Regions from separate parts of the Mus musculus genome. Here region 1 is linked to region 2. A link is a contact called in public Hi-C data. All regions are on one chromosome and are shown on one strand. Each heading gives the region's core, a stretch centred on a gene start, on an enhancer-like site or on the middle of the called end of the contact. The rest is flanking DNA. Distances are from core to core; before and after follow the strand shown.

What was found. A called contact is a pair of places that touch in the nucleus more often than the background predicts.
Region 1: a Hi-C map of differentiating embryonic stem cells shows a contact between it and region 2, with 4 times the contacts expected there. The contact joins the enhancer-like site here to the promoter of Bloc1s4 in region 2. A contact is called at or near these places in 6 of 39 promoter capture datasets (the 3T3-L1 cell line, 3T3-L1-derived adipocytes, cranial neural crest and 2 more), 3 of 15 datasets of contacts at CTCF or cohesin (embryonic stem cells and stem cell-derived epiblast-like cells), 61 of 484 Hi-C or Micro-C datasets (2-cell embryo, 8-cell embryo, the AML12 cell line and 29 more), 10 of 115 datasets of contacts at active chromatin or transcription factors (the 230-238 cell line, a beta-TC-6 cell line, bone marrow-derived dendritic cells and 3 more) and 3 of 9 other capture datasets (adipose tissue, liver and pancreatic islet).

Annotation. Positions count from the first base shown.
Region 1 is chr5:36,808,766-36,815,261 of GRCm38.p6, forward strand. Man2b2 (mannosidase 2, alpha B2) reads right to left here. Exons shown (of 19, transcript NM_008550.2): 12 at 5,564-5,755; 13 at 4,967-5,213; 14 at 4,504-4,614; 15 at 4,182-4,395; 16 at 1,527-1,643; 17 at 239-351. Among named protein-coding and RNA genes, the nearest start is that of Mrfap1, 15 kb to the left of the region's middle. Within about 2 kb of position 2,821, at least 30 of the 459 cell types and tissues checked have an H3K27ac peak or open chromatin away from gene starts, as enhancers often do. A contact at or near this core is called in ECoMG myeloid progenitors, bone marrow, differentiating embryonic stem cells and 1 more, where this site is marked.
Region 2 is chr5:36,746,646-36,753,100 of GRCm38.p6, forward strand. Bloc1s4 (biogenesis of lysosomal organelles complex-1, subunit 4, cappuccino) reads right to left here and starts at 2,034. Exons shown (of 1, transcript NM_133724.3): 1 at 729-2,034. The coding sequence starts at 2,000. The coding sequence ends at 1,353.

The sequences.
Region 1 (6,496 bases), core at 1,571-4,070, 63 kb after region 2:
CCCCCAGACCCATCTCTTGGTACAAAATTAAACAAGAAAAAACTGTATGTAGTCTGTGTTGCTGATGGGGAAATGTGCACCCTGAAGGGAGGGATATGTTGGGAATCCAGCATGCCTCATCTGTAAACATGCCCAGTGGTCCCCTGACTAAGGGGTAGCTCAGGACAGGACTTCAGGCAGGGTTGCTTCCCCTTGGTAGAGCATTCTTGGAGGGGTGGGGTAAGCATGGGCTGTTAACCTTGAGATCCACTGTCGCAGGCCGAGACAGTACTGGGTCCTCCCCTGCTTCATACAGGTGGCGCAGGCGCAGCAGCACCCTTTGCAGGTTGGCCTGTGGCTTCTCCGGGTGGCCTGTGGGTGTGGACACGGCAGTGAGGACCTCCATTGATCAAGCTCAAGGCTTTACACTTGGGACTTTATTCCGTATCTCAGCCTTCCTTCAGGATAGCCCCATGGCCCACAGCTGAATGACCTGCAGCTGTCACTCAGAGGAACAGTCATCTGTCCACAGTCACATGGCTCACGTGCAGCAGAGGCAGGATCCAGAGAGGGCTGTGCCAACACTGGACCTCTCGCATGCCACAGGGCCAGACGCCAGGGCCCTCAGATCCTCCAGCCTGTTCCTCCCTGCCAGCTCCAGAGTTGGGTGTGGTCATGAGCTGCCATGGTCATGTGCCTCAACACCAAGTGGGCACAGAGGCGTGCTGCTTCCCGGCAGGTGGCATGTCCCCCATGCCTGCTTCCCTCCTCATTGTTCTGTCTAATGGGCCCAGAAACCAGGTACCTCGACACCCTGACAAGGGGCATCTGCTGAGAGAACTAAGGAAACCCCTGACACCCAGGCTGTCCCAACCCCGACATGAGGGTGAGTGGAGGTATAGTACTTGGGGCTGCAGGAGGACTGTCTGAAAGGAGCATATGGTGCCCCATCTTGATTGACAGCTTGATTGGATGGAGAGAGAGACCCCTAGGAGATTGACACAGCACTTTCTCAGTGTCCTCCAAGGGGATCAGCCTAGGTGGGAAGACCTATCAGGAATGTCGCCATCTTCTCATGGAGGCCCAAGTGGAAAACAAGAGGAAAGGAGGAAGGCAGGGAATGTAGACTTTGTCTGTCTGTCTGTCTGTCTCTGCTTACATCATGAACTGAGCTACTGATCTTCCACGTGGCCCCTGCCATGATGGGCTGTACCCTCCATGTCTGTGGGCTGGATCAGCTCTGTGCACCGGCCCTGGCTGCTTGCATTCATTTCCCCAGGTGCTTTGTCGCGAGAGGAAAGGCTGACTGACACAGATCCTAACACAGGGCAGCCTGAGGACACTGTCTGGGGACCGTGTGGGCTCCATCTGCAGAGGGGTGTGGCTGGGAGCCAGATGCTGGGACCACCCTGTCCCAGCTCACTGACTTGACTGCAGGCCTTGGCCTCCTAGATGACAGATGAGGGGACAGGGGACCTGGCAAAGCTGTGAGGACTTCCTGGGGAAGAGAAGAGAGTGGGGAGAGTCACCCTGGTCGGCTGCCTCACCTCTCTGAAGGTTCCTCAGGTGCTGGGCATGGCTCCTGCTGTACGTCCAGCCAGGTACGCTGAGGATCTGCAGATGCAGGTTTGGGGGCAGTGTCACAGGCCAGGGATTGTGGGGTCCTGGAAGGCAGACAGTGAAAAGGGGCTTTGGGACCAACTGCTTTAGGAATTCAGCTTTCCACACAGGGCCTGTGCCCCTTCTAGCCATCTCCCAGTCAACCATGCGCAACCCATAGCACAATGGGTGTGAGGTTCACACCTCAGGCCCCCCATCCTACCCTTGCCCCACACCCACAGGCCTTTCCTGCCCCCAAGCTGCTCTCGACACATCCAGTCGCTGCTACACAGCTTAAGCTATGGAGGGACTTGAACCTGTCACCTGGTCAGTTCAGACCACAGACGAGGAGACTAAGGTGCTGCCTCACACTCTCTAGCAAGCCTTCTCCTTTCTTCACCATCCCAGGGGCCCTCTGACCCCTCCCTCCACCTGACTTGCAACAGGCGCTGCCACCTTTGCATCATACTCCAGTCACACGGACTGGCCTAGGCATGGGTCACCTGACTCAGATGGAACCAATAGGGCCTGTCCCCAGGACTGCTTCAGTCAGGTCTACAAAGTTGGAGTCCCAGCTCCTTTTGCACAGTGTGAGGTTTGGCTCTCCTGTTTCCCATGTGATAAAAGCCTTGCCCCCATCCTCTGGGCTATTTGAGGGGGTGAGGCCTAGGGGAGGAAGTTAGGTCACCAGGCTGTGCCCTTGTGAAGGTCACTGGGACTCTAGCCCCTTCCTCTCCCTCCACCAAAAAGCAACAGGGACAAGTGGCCACAGATTAAGTCCATGAAACTGTGGGCCAAGTTAAATCCCTTACTTTTAGGTTGATGATCTCAGGTGTTCTGCGACAGAGACAGGCAGCTGATTCACACGGTGGGAGACAAGTGTTCTCTGAGAGTAGCCAAGGAGGTATAGGTATATAGTCCCGTCTCGTGGGGGAGGGGGAAGGGGAGGGGGAGGAAGGCAGACAGCTCAGGTAAGATGAGGGGTTGGCTTATGGAGGTTCTAGGTCTTGAGCTCAATTATGATTCTGAAATATTTGGACCTCAGAGCATGACTTTCAGCTGCTCAAGGAGGAGAGAGAGGAAGAGAGGGAAGGAGGGAGGGAAGGAGAAAGAGAGAGAGAGAGAGAGAGAGAAGGAGAAAGAGAGAGAGGGAGAGGGAGAGGGAGAGGGAGAGGGAGAGGGAGAGGGAAAGAGTTCTCAGACATACTGAATCTTTGCCTGCAGTAAAGATGCTAGCCACTAGGGGGAGCACATACCCCACATGGCCGTCTGCAGTGTGCAGCGTGAGGTCAGAGTGTAAGAACTGCCAGGAATACCTGCTCCCTCCCTAGACACCCACAGCCATCCTGCCCTCTCATTCAGCCCCTCCTTACTCTATTTCCCTCCCCCTTTCTTTCTCTCTTTTTAAGATGGGGTCACACTGCTCAGACTAAGCTGGCCTCGAACACACAGCAATGCTCTCCAAATGTTGCGATCCCAGGCATGGCTTGCCATGCCTGGCTTTGGCTCTTACTTAATGGATTCCCCAGGCTCTGCTCAACCAGAGGTTCCAGTTCTGCATCTGGTCCTTGCTAACCCCAGGGGTATGTGTGGGGTGTCTCATGCTCCCCCAAACATAAGGTGGCAGGCCCTTGGCAGTATGTTCCCATCAAACATTCTCGGAATGACCATGTCCCCCACCCATTCTCAGTCACCCTGACAACTGCAGGACAAAGGCTGCACCTTAGACACTACACGTGGCAAGAGTTTAAGAGGCAGTCCCTGCAGGGGTGAGTGACAGCCACCTGCCTTCTAATACCGGGGAGGGAGGGCTCTGGTTGAAAAACCAAACATTCTAACGCGAACCTCTGCCAGTGAGTAGGGAGACAGCACAGTTGGAGGTGTGAGGATGGAAGCACATTCTCTCTGGGCCTCATTGTGCAGAGGCTGCACTGCTGAACCCTTTAAAAACGCAGCATGGGGCTGGAGAGATGGCTCAGCAGTTAAGAGCACTGACTGCTCTTCCGAAGGTTCTGAGTTCAAATCCCAGCAACCACATGGTGGCTTACAACCATCCTTAATGACATCTGACTCCCTCTCCTGGTGTGTCTGAAGACAGCTACAGTGTACTTACATATAAAATAAATAATAAATAAAATCTTAAAAAAAAAAAACCAAAACGCAGCATGCCAGGACCTCAGATACGACACAGAGCCATGAGGCTGTCACAGAAGGCCTGGGGGAGGCACAGCACGAACACTGACTTTAGATCATGGCTAGGTAGGTTCTGCAGGGGTCTAACCTGTGGCCCAGGACAGCTACAGATGCAGCCATTGTAAGGTCATAGGTGGTGTGCTTCTGACACCTGAAGTTCTAGGGTGTTGCAGGATCATGTTAAGGAAGGAAAAGACACAGCAAGGAAGGAGATGGAGAAGACTGAGGGGAGAGAGAGGAGGGGTAGGGGACAGGCGTGAGTCTGTTTGTAACGACTAGCAGAGTAAGCTTGAGGGAGCCACAGACAGCACTCAGACTCTACGTCCCCTTCCTGCTCCGAAGCTGGGCAGAATCCTGAGGCAGGAGCCACTACTCCTGGTGGGCGCATCCTAGGCAATGGTGATGCTCACCGTGAACGGGCGTTTCTTCGTCAGCCAGTTCTTTTAACAACACAACGGGCCCGTGCTGCAGAGCCACCCCACTCCTTGGGTGCAGGGCCGTCATGGTGGACTTGGGCCCCAGCATGAGCCAGAGCACCGGGTGGACAATGGAGGTGTCGTTCAGCGTGAGGTTGTACTTCAGGTCCCAGGCCAGGTTGTTCCACAGCCGTCGATGGAGCATCACCTGCAGAAATCACCTGCGGTCCTTCCTTGGCCCTGGCCATGCTGTGGATGGCTGTGAGGGCCCATGGGGGGGTGGGGTGGGGGTGGGGGACAGCCAGGCCTCTCTTACCTCCACCTGCCCATTCCCTTGGCTGGAGACACCGTGCGGTCGCTCTGCCAGCAGCACCAGCCTGCTCTTGTCATCCTCGATGAAGGCTGACTGTACCATGGGGTAGTAATTCTGCAGACACAATGCCAACCAGTGGCAGCTTCAATACAGGGTCAGGCAGACACCAGCCTGTCTCCTAGGTACAGTAGCAGAGCTGCTTGTGAGCCGTGTAGCTTGGCTGATGGGACTCTCGGCCCCTGCTAAGGGCTCAACACACAGAGCACCAAGAATGAGCCCCTGACAAAGCCAAGGAATTAGGTAGCAGGGAAACAGGTGGATGCCAGGATGCAGAGCCCACAGGGCAGATCCTGATCAGGACTTTTGAAACAGCTCTCCCCAGGGGCCTCGCTATTGCTATGAGCAGATGCTTAACAGGGTCAGGAGAGCCATGCCTGGGAACAGCATGGGGCTGCTACAAGCATACCCGGGGGATGGGATTGCTCTTGAAAGCCTTGTAGGGCCTCCGCTGCATCTGGTAGCCGTTGTTGTCAGAGTAGAGGACTTGCTGGCTGTTTAGGTCGCTGCTGGTCCTCAGGATGGCCTCACGGTTTAGGTCCAGGGGGCCCACTCGGTACTGCTGCTCTATCCGTTGGCAGAGCAGTTCTCCAGCGAGGCTCGGGTGGGCCAGACGGGTGTGGATGGAATAGATGTACTCCTGGTCTGTTATGTACCTGGGAAGGGGGCATGGGAGAGAGTAGGGCCTGGCTGGAAGCTCCTCCTTCCATATAGGATGCCGGGTGCCAAGAGGCAGCTATGGGAGCAACCCAGGGAGGACTATGGACCCTGTGGAGATTTATGTAAGCCCTGGACCATTCATGGAGTAAAGAGAGCCCTTCTCCCATGCTCTGACTCAGCTACCCACAACATAATGGCTCAGGCGTATGCAAAAAGCACAGGCAGAGGAGATCGATTCTCTCATGCTGCTATCAGTGACTAGTCATGTGCCAGGGTCATGCCCCAAGTACAGGGACAGGGGCTCTGGGGGAAGACACAACACTGACCCGCCCACCCAGAAACGCACCTGTAGAAATACTGCCTTATGTCCGTTACCAGTGTGCCTGCCACCATTTCCATCCCCACCGCTTCCCAGGAAGGCTCAGCGGTGTTGTTGGGTGCAAAGAGGTAGTTGTCAGAAATGGGGCCCTGCTTCACGTCCCAGTTGGCCTGGTACTCCAGGAACTCTTGGGTCATGCGCACCGTGCGGTTGCTCTGTCTGCAGAAGTGAGAGAGGAGAATGGTTGGTGTCGCCCTCAGCAAGATCACTCACCTGCAGCAGGGCTGTGTGTACTGGGGATCAGGATTGAAGAAAATGTCCCCCAGGAGATTGAGGAAGTTACTGGAGGCCTCAGGGGAAAACCTCTGGTCGCACACACAGCCAGGAACTGTCAGGTGACGTCACAAGAGGGAGGCCGCACACAGGCTGCCAGCAGGGTGCACTGTCCCCAGACTGCTCTTCAGAGGCTACACTGGCACAAGAGTGGAGTTGCATCATGCCAACCCAAGTCGTCACTGTGCCATGTGCCAGAGGTCCTTCATACCCTTTATCCCCAGGGACATGGGTGAGTGGGTGGACAGATGGACCCAGGGGTGGGTAAGGACACACAGATATGGAGGGCAGTGGCTGGCTCGGTGCAGAGATGAACCGAGGTGAACAGATATGGAGGGCTGGTGGGAACAGAGTATTAAAGACCCTTTCTGTTTTAAACAGTGTAGATATTTCCCGAAGAACAACTCTGCTTTTGTACTTAGAGAAGCAGACCACGTGAGCACCTTTCCTTTGGAGCCCTTCAGTCTTCCCTTTGTCTATGGGTCAGGACTCTGAGAAGAGACAGTTACGGCAGCCATTCTGCAGTGGCCCAGGGCCCCCCTCCTAAGGACACAAGAACAGGAGGGGGCCTTGCTATCACCTGGTCCTTCCCTGGGGAGGGTGATCACAGAAGGGGGTCACAGGACG
Region 2 (6,455 bases), core at 784-3,283:
AGATTCTGAACAGTAAATGTAGGTCACTTGTCCCCTCAGCTTTTAAACCTGTTTCTTGATGTGAACTACAAATCAAATGAAAAAAAATATGTCACCATACAACACAGAAGGCCCATGAAAAGCAAAAGGAGATAATACTATCACATTTATTTACTGAGGGTTGTAACCCTGGCTCTCCTAGAACTCACTATGTAGACCAGTCTGGCCTCAAACTAAGAGATCCACCTGCCTTTGCCTTCTGTGTACTGGGATTAAAGGCGTGCACCACCATACCTGGCTAAGTCATCTATTTACTGATATATGGTCTTCTTAACTACCCAGGCTGACCTGGAGCTTACTCTACAGCCCAGGTTATCCTGCTACTCTGATCTTCCTGCCTCCGACTCCTGAGTGCTGGGATTGCAAATGTGTGCTATCACATCTGGTTCCATTACCGACTTTACCCTGACAGACAGCAAGAGACTCAGCTGAGTACTACCTGGGAGAACCAACTTAGGAAATAGTAGTTTGTTGGTAAGGGACCCGTGTGCCCCAAAGTGAAAGAACAAAACCCTTCTGCTCAACGAGACTCGGGGGAAGAACCGCAGAACTGTGAGAAGAGCAGCGAGGTTGGCTCTTCACACAAACCTTCCAAAGAAGGAAGTTGCCTTTTCTTACCCCACTACTAAAAACATGAACGACAGGCTCATTTCCAAACAAACTATGGTAAATAATCTCCAGAAGGAAATCTCTGCCAAAGAAATTTAACATTTTAATTGATGTGCTATAAATAGAACACTGACAACCATACATTAATATTCTTGCTTTGATAAACTAAGCTTCCAGTCAAACTGTCAAATACAACTTCAGGACTCCCTGCAACAAAACGCCCAGTTTGCTATCTTAAGAAACTGTCTTCTTTCCTTTGGCTTACAGTCTACACCATAGAAAATTGAATATAATACAAAACAATTTACTATCTATCCCAGAAGGCTACAGAAAACTGAACCACTGTTAGGATTTAATAATACAGCTTTAATTTCTTGGGCACTTTTGATCATATAAATATATAAATCTTAACAAGGAAACACTGTTCACTGTAATAAAGGCCATAAAAATAACAGCTCTGCCGTATTGCACCGATAAATTAATTCAGTTGGCTTCCCCAGGTCCCCACCAAAGAGCTTTCGAATCCGAACTGGAAGACATAGAGACCTACACTCTTGGCATCGAATACTGACGATGTCAAGTCGTTTGCAGAAAATAAACTTTAACCTTTCACATCCCGGCATCACATACGCCAGTTCACAGGATTTCTTAACACTTGGGACAAGAGTCTCGCTGGAGTCCTCATGCGGTGGAGGCGCACACGCTCAGAGCTGCGGTCTGTCACCGCAGCCAGGGAAGTGGTCCTCGGTCCGAAACAGGACTGGCGGCTCGTACGCCGCGCGCTGGGGCCCGCTGGGCGCCGACCTGAAGAGAGCGGGGACGCTGATGGTATGCAGCAGCCTCCGGAAGGCCCGCGGGAAGGTCCCCAGCTCGGCTTCGGCCTTGGCGACCTGCTCCTCCATCCTGGCCACGCTGCTCCCGATCATCCGCACGAAGGCCTCCAGCTTGTCGATCCGGCCGTAGATGCGCCTCATCTCGGCCGCCTTAGCGTGGATCCGGGGCACGCCCTCGCCCACCACATGCGACGAGTCCCCGCGGATCATGTCCAGCATGCCCACGAACTCGTCCACCTTGGCCAGCAGCTCCTCCAGGCTGGCGTCCAGCGCCTCCACCTCTGGCCTCGGTCCCGCGCTGGGCAGCAGGCTGGAGGCGTAGCCCGAGGCGGCGCGGCGCAGCAGCGGCAGGTCGCGGCCCGGCGCGTCCTCGGGGCCGTCATCGTCCCACGGCCCGGACGCGCTGCTGTGGCTCTGCGAGACGTGGCCGCTGTCCCCGCTCCACGCGGCGCCCAACGGCTCGGCCTCCTCGGTAGAGACCTCTCGAGACAGGGTTCCGACGGCGGGTCCTTCCTCCATGGCCCGCTCGGCCGCTTCCGGTGCTGAGCGATTGCGTTACGGTCTGAGATGCCTGCTTCCGGCGCCTCCTAAAGACGTCACGCCCCTAACAAGTAGCCAAGCCTACTATCCACATGCCCAGAGAGCCCGCAGTGCTTCTGGCTGGCTTGTCGGTGCGTTCGTAGTGTGTGCCAGCAGAGTTTGCACAAGTTAGTAATCCAAAGAGGGTGACAGACGATTAGAGGATAGATAGAAAGATGGGTAGATGGCAGATAGATAATAGATGACAAATAGATTAGACCAGTGGCACAGGCCTTTGGTAGCAACACTCAGGAGTCAGAGGCAGACAAATCTCTTAAATTCAAGGCCAGCCTGGCCAGTTTCACGCCACCAAGGGTCCTGTAGTGAGGCTCTGTCTCAGACAGACAGACAGATCAATAGATAATGGAATGATAGGTAGATTGGTGGTAAATTGACAAATGATAGTGTCAGAGAAATACATTGAAGCAGAGCTGAGGCTGTCCATACCGTCACAGCAGGTTACCTCTGTTGCTCCACCTGCCCTGTAGCCAGCCAAGGCTAAATCTCCGTAGATGGAAGGATATTCCAAAGCCCTGTCTAGGAACTGGGGGACTCCAGGTGTTTGAGCTCAAGAATAATACAAAGAACTTCTCATTTTTATTATTAAAGGAAGCAAAATATGAGGTGACATTTATGATTAGTTTTAGCAAATACAAGTACAGAAAATATACCTGGTGTTATCATCTTTGGTCTTGTGAAAAGAGCCAAGAATATCCCTCCTATTTGTCTTTCCCACAGAGATAACGGGGACATGCCAGGGCATTTCCTGCACGTCCTTGCGTATCCTCTTATCACAGTTTATGTAATTCTTTCTAGAAGGCCACCTTGTGGGAAGAACATCCCACACAATGGCCTATCCGTAGTTCACAGTAAGTTCACAGCTCTCTTAGACTTGTTCCCACATCTATCCACTGTGTAGTACCCACCAGCACCCATGTGAGGCTCCAGCCTGCCTCTTTTCCCTTACCAGCGATAGCAAAATAAACTGTAAGCAAAAGCAAGAACAGTGGAACACAAAAGTCAACCTAACGAGTGGTCATCTCAGCCTCCTCACAAAAGAAGTACTCTCACCCAAGCATGGATTCCATCACAATGCTACCAGAAAAACAAACAAACAAACACAAAAACAAGGTAGGAATAAATTCTTAATATTCATAGAAACATCCAAGGTGGCGTCTCTGAGACCCATGCAGTCTGGCAGGTCCTTGGGAAACTTAGGGCCTTATTCTTCAACATTGTCAAGTGAAGACAGGCATAAAGTAGAGATGCCCTTGTCTTGATGGGATTTGTAGTGGGTATTTTGTCCAAATGGCCTGGACCCCATTGTCAGGAGACGTAAACCAGATCCCCAATAGGGAACAGTTAGGAAAAGTGTTGGCTGTTTACTATTGACATACTCATACACAGGCAGGTACCCACACGCATCCTGCAAAAGACTGGGTGGTTGGAGTTTTGTTAGGTGTTAAACACATCCTCTCTCTGGGTAGAGCTCACATGACCTCTTTTCCCACTGGGAATTAGGAATTAGAGAAGAAAAACAACTTTGAGCAACAAAATAGAGAAAGCTACAAGCTGCTTCAGTTCTCCATCATGTCAGTCCATCTGGGTCAGCTGACTGGAGTCTATCGCTGTGAACCTGAAACACATCGCGGGGAGAACTTGCCACGGAGACAAAGAATATCAGCCTTTCATAGCCCAGGATTAAAAAATAATAATAAAGAAAAAAATACTAACTGCTCTTAAAAATGCTACTTCCATTCCAGGGTTGGAGAGATGGCACTGGCTCCTGAGTTCAATTCCCAGAAACCACTTGGTGACTCACAACCATCAGTAATGGGATCTAATGCCCTCTTCTGGCATGCAAGTGTAACTGCAGATAGAGTACACTTTTTTTTTTTTTTTTTTTTTTTTTAAAGGCTGCTACTTCCTTAAGCCACTGTCCTTGAGTGGCATACTTGCCTTTTAGAAACACCTGGAAAGGCTTAGTAGCCTTTCCTTAGCGTCTTTCTGGTTTATTCTTGCCTATTTCTCTTTGCTACATTCACACTCTCCTCTGTTCTGCTGTGTGGTCTAGATTTTCTTCTATTTCCCAACACACCATGCTTAGGCAGGCACACCTCGGGTGACTGTCCTATTAGAACCAACATTTTTGTTCCATTGAGTGGTTTGATAATCTTCCTTATGGTGTCTGCATGGTGACCTTGATATGAAGATAGATCTCCAATGCATTTGGGTCTTCAAAGATAACTTCCATTAGAGGAAGTTGTTTCAGATATTCTCCGTGCTCTGCTATGTTTTGAAGGCTGTGTATTTTGCGTTCATCTGTGTAACCTGATCATCTTCTGGCACCTTTCAGCCTGTGAAGAAAATGATGAGGTCACACAGATGACAGCAAAATACATGGTAATGTTTCTCTATTCAAAATGGTAATGAAGCTTGGAGAGGGAGCAACAGTATCTTACTGTCATGAAGTCCTCACTGTCAGAGGGGCTTTAGACAAAAACATTATGGATGGTGGACAGAGATGGGGGAGAAAGTGGGGGAGACAGTATCAGGACCCAGGCAGTAAATCTGACAGGCATTCAAGGTCCAAACCGAGCACTCGCTGAGTGTTCATTTGCCTTTGACTTAAAAGACTTCTGTTGAAAGCTAAATTTTGACTGGGAGGTGGTGGCATGTGTCTTTAATTCCCACACTTGGGAGGCAGAGGTGGAGTTCCAGGACAGTCAAGGCTACACAGAGAAACTCTGTTTCAAAAAACAACAAACAAACAACAATAACAAAAAGACATTCTTCGTTGAGTCCTCAAGGTCAAGCAGAGTGAACTTCAAACAGTTTGTGAGATTCCCAGTAAGTACTGTGGGGGAGAATGGCTTTGGGAGCCACGGCAATACGGTGGGAACAAGCTTCAGGCTTTCCACCAACCCAAGCCTTTCCCTTTCTACAGGGGTGGTTTCTGATGAGATGCGATCCTATCTAAGGCACCAGCAAACACAAGATGTGGTTGGCCAGAGGTAGACAGAAATGAAAAGTAGGCATGGTTCTATGGTGTATCCCAAGAACTAGAGAAGGGAGTCACTTCTGCACGGGAGCATTGGGAAACTTTTCAGAGCAAGTGACTTCTCTGGGCCTAGAAAGCAGAATGTGACCCTGAAAGAGGAAACAGTGCCATATCCGAGGGGCAGGGAACAACAGCCTGAGTGGAAGTCCCTAGTTCCAGGCTGGTAAATGGCTGATGGGTGGCAATTTACAGAGGGGAGGTGCTCTGGGAGACAGAGCCATGGAGGTATGCAGGGGTCGGAGGTCTTCATTGAGAATATTGTTCATTGTCACAGGCTGCACTTCAGTGGGGTCTCTTCACTCCAGAGTTGTGTGTACAGTCATAGCCAACTAGGCAGGCTTTGGATCCTAGAACTGATAAATATTATTTGATAAGAGTAAATACATGCTCACAATAAACACGGGAACCCCTTTTGGGCTGGTGTGCAAAATGAAATTATATAATGTGGCTGCTTCCGCCTCATGTTCCATGCCCTGCACCCTGGCCCCGTGTTCTTTATTGGACAGGTACTGCTGGGCCATCGACACTTTTTGATTATCTGGGGGATGCTGCTCATGCCTGTGGATCACAAAGCTTATTCAACTTCAGTTTAGGGGTTAGCGTGAGACTAGGAGGTAGGAAACCACACAGAAGTACAGGTGGGAACTGGGTGTGACCCCAGCAGAGGACTGGGAAGGTCCAAGTGGTCTTTCCTGGCACTGTCAATCAGTCAAAAAAGGTACTGTAACCACTCACCCCAATGTAGGTGTGGGGTTTTTTAGTCTATTTTATTTGGGTTCTGATGTCTACCACCCTTCTCCACACCAATCCCTTCCAACATCGACACTAGGTAGGACAGAAAGAAGGTTAGAGGGAGGGGCCTAGGTCACTTTAAATTACTTCCAGCTGATTAGGGACATCGAGTTTATAGGACAAGTCCAGTCTTCTTCCTGCCAGGATATCTCCAACTTCTCCTCTCTTTTCTCTAGAAGGGCAGCAGGGGCAGGAAGCAATAGGAAGAACAGTTGCTCTTCCTCCTCCGCTCTTCCTCCCCATTTCCTTTCTCCTCCCCTCTCTTCAGAGCACTTCCTCATCCATCTTTGGGCTCTGACATTTATACTCTCTCCAGAGTCTTCACAATTAAACTATCTGCAACTGGCAAAATCATGTCCCTATCAGAACATGCACGAGTCAGATAGCCTACTGTTGTGAATGATCTGAAGCAGCCTCATATACCACGTCTGTGATTTAGAAAAGAAACCAAAACTCTCACTACACCCCAAAGTCTTGGTGGTTTATTTCCCATTATGTTGATGTGTGTGAAGAGTCAATCTCTCTGTGTTCTCTTCTGTCCA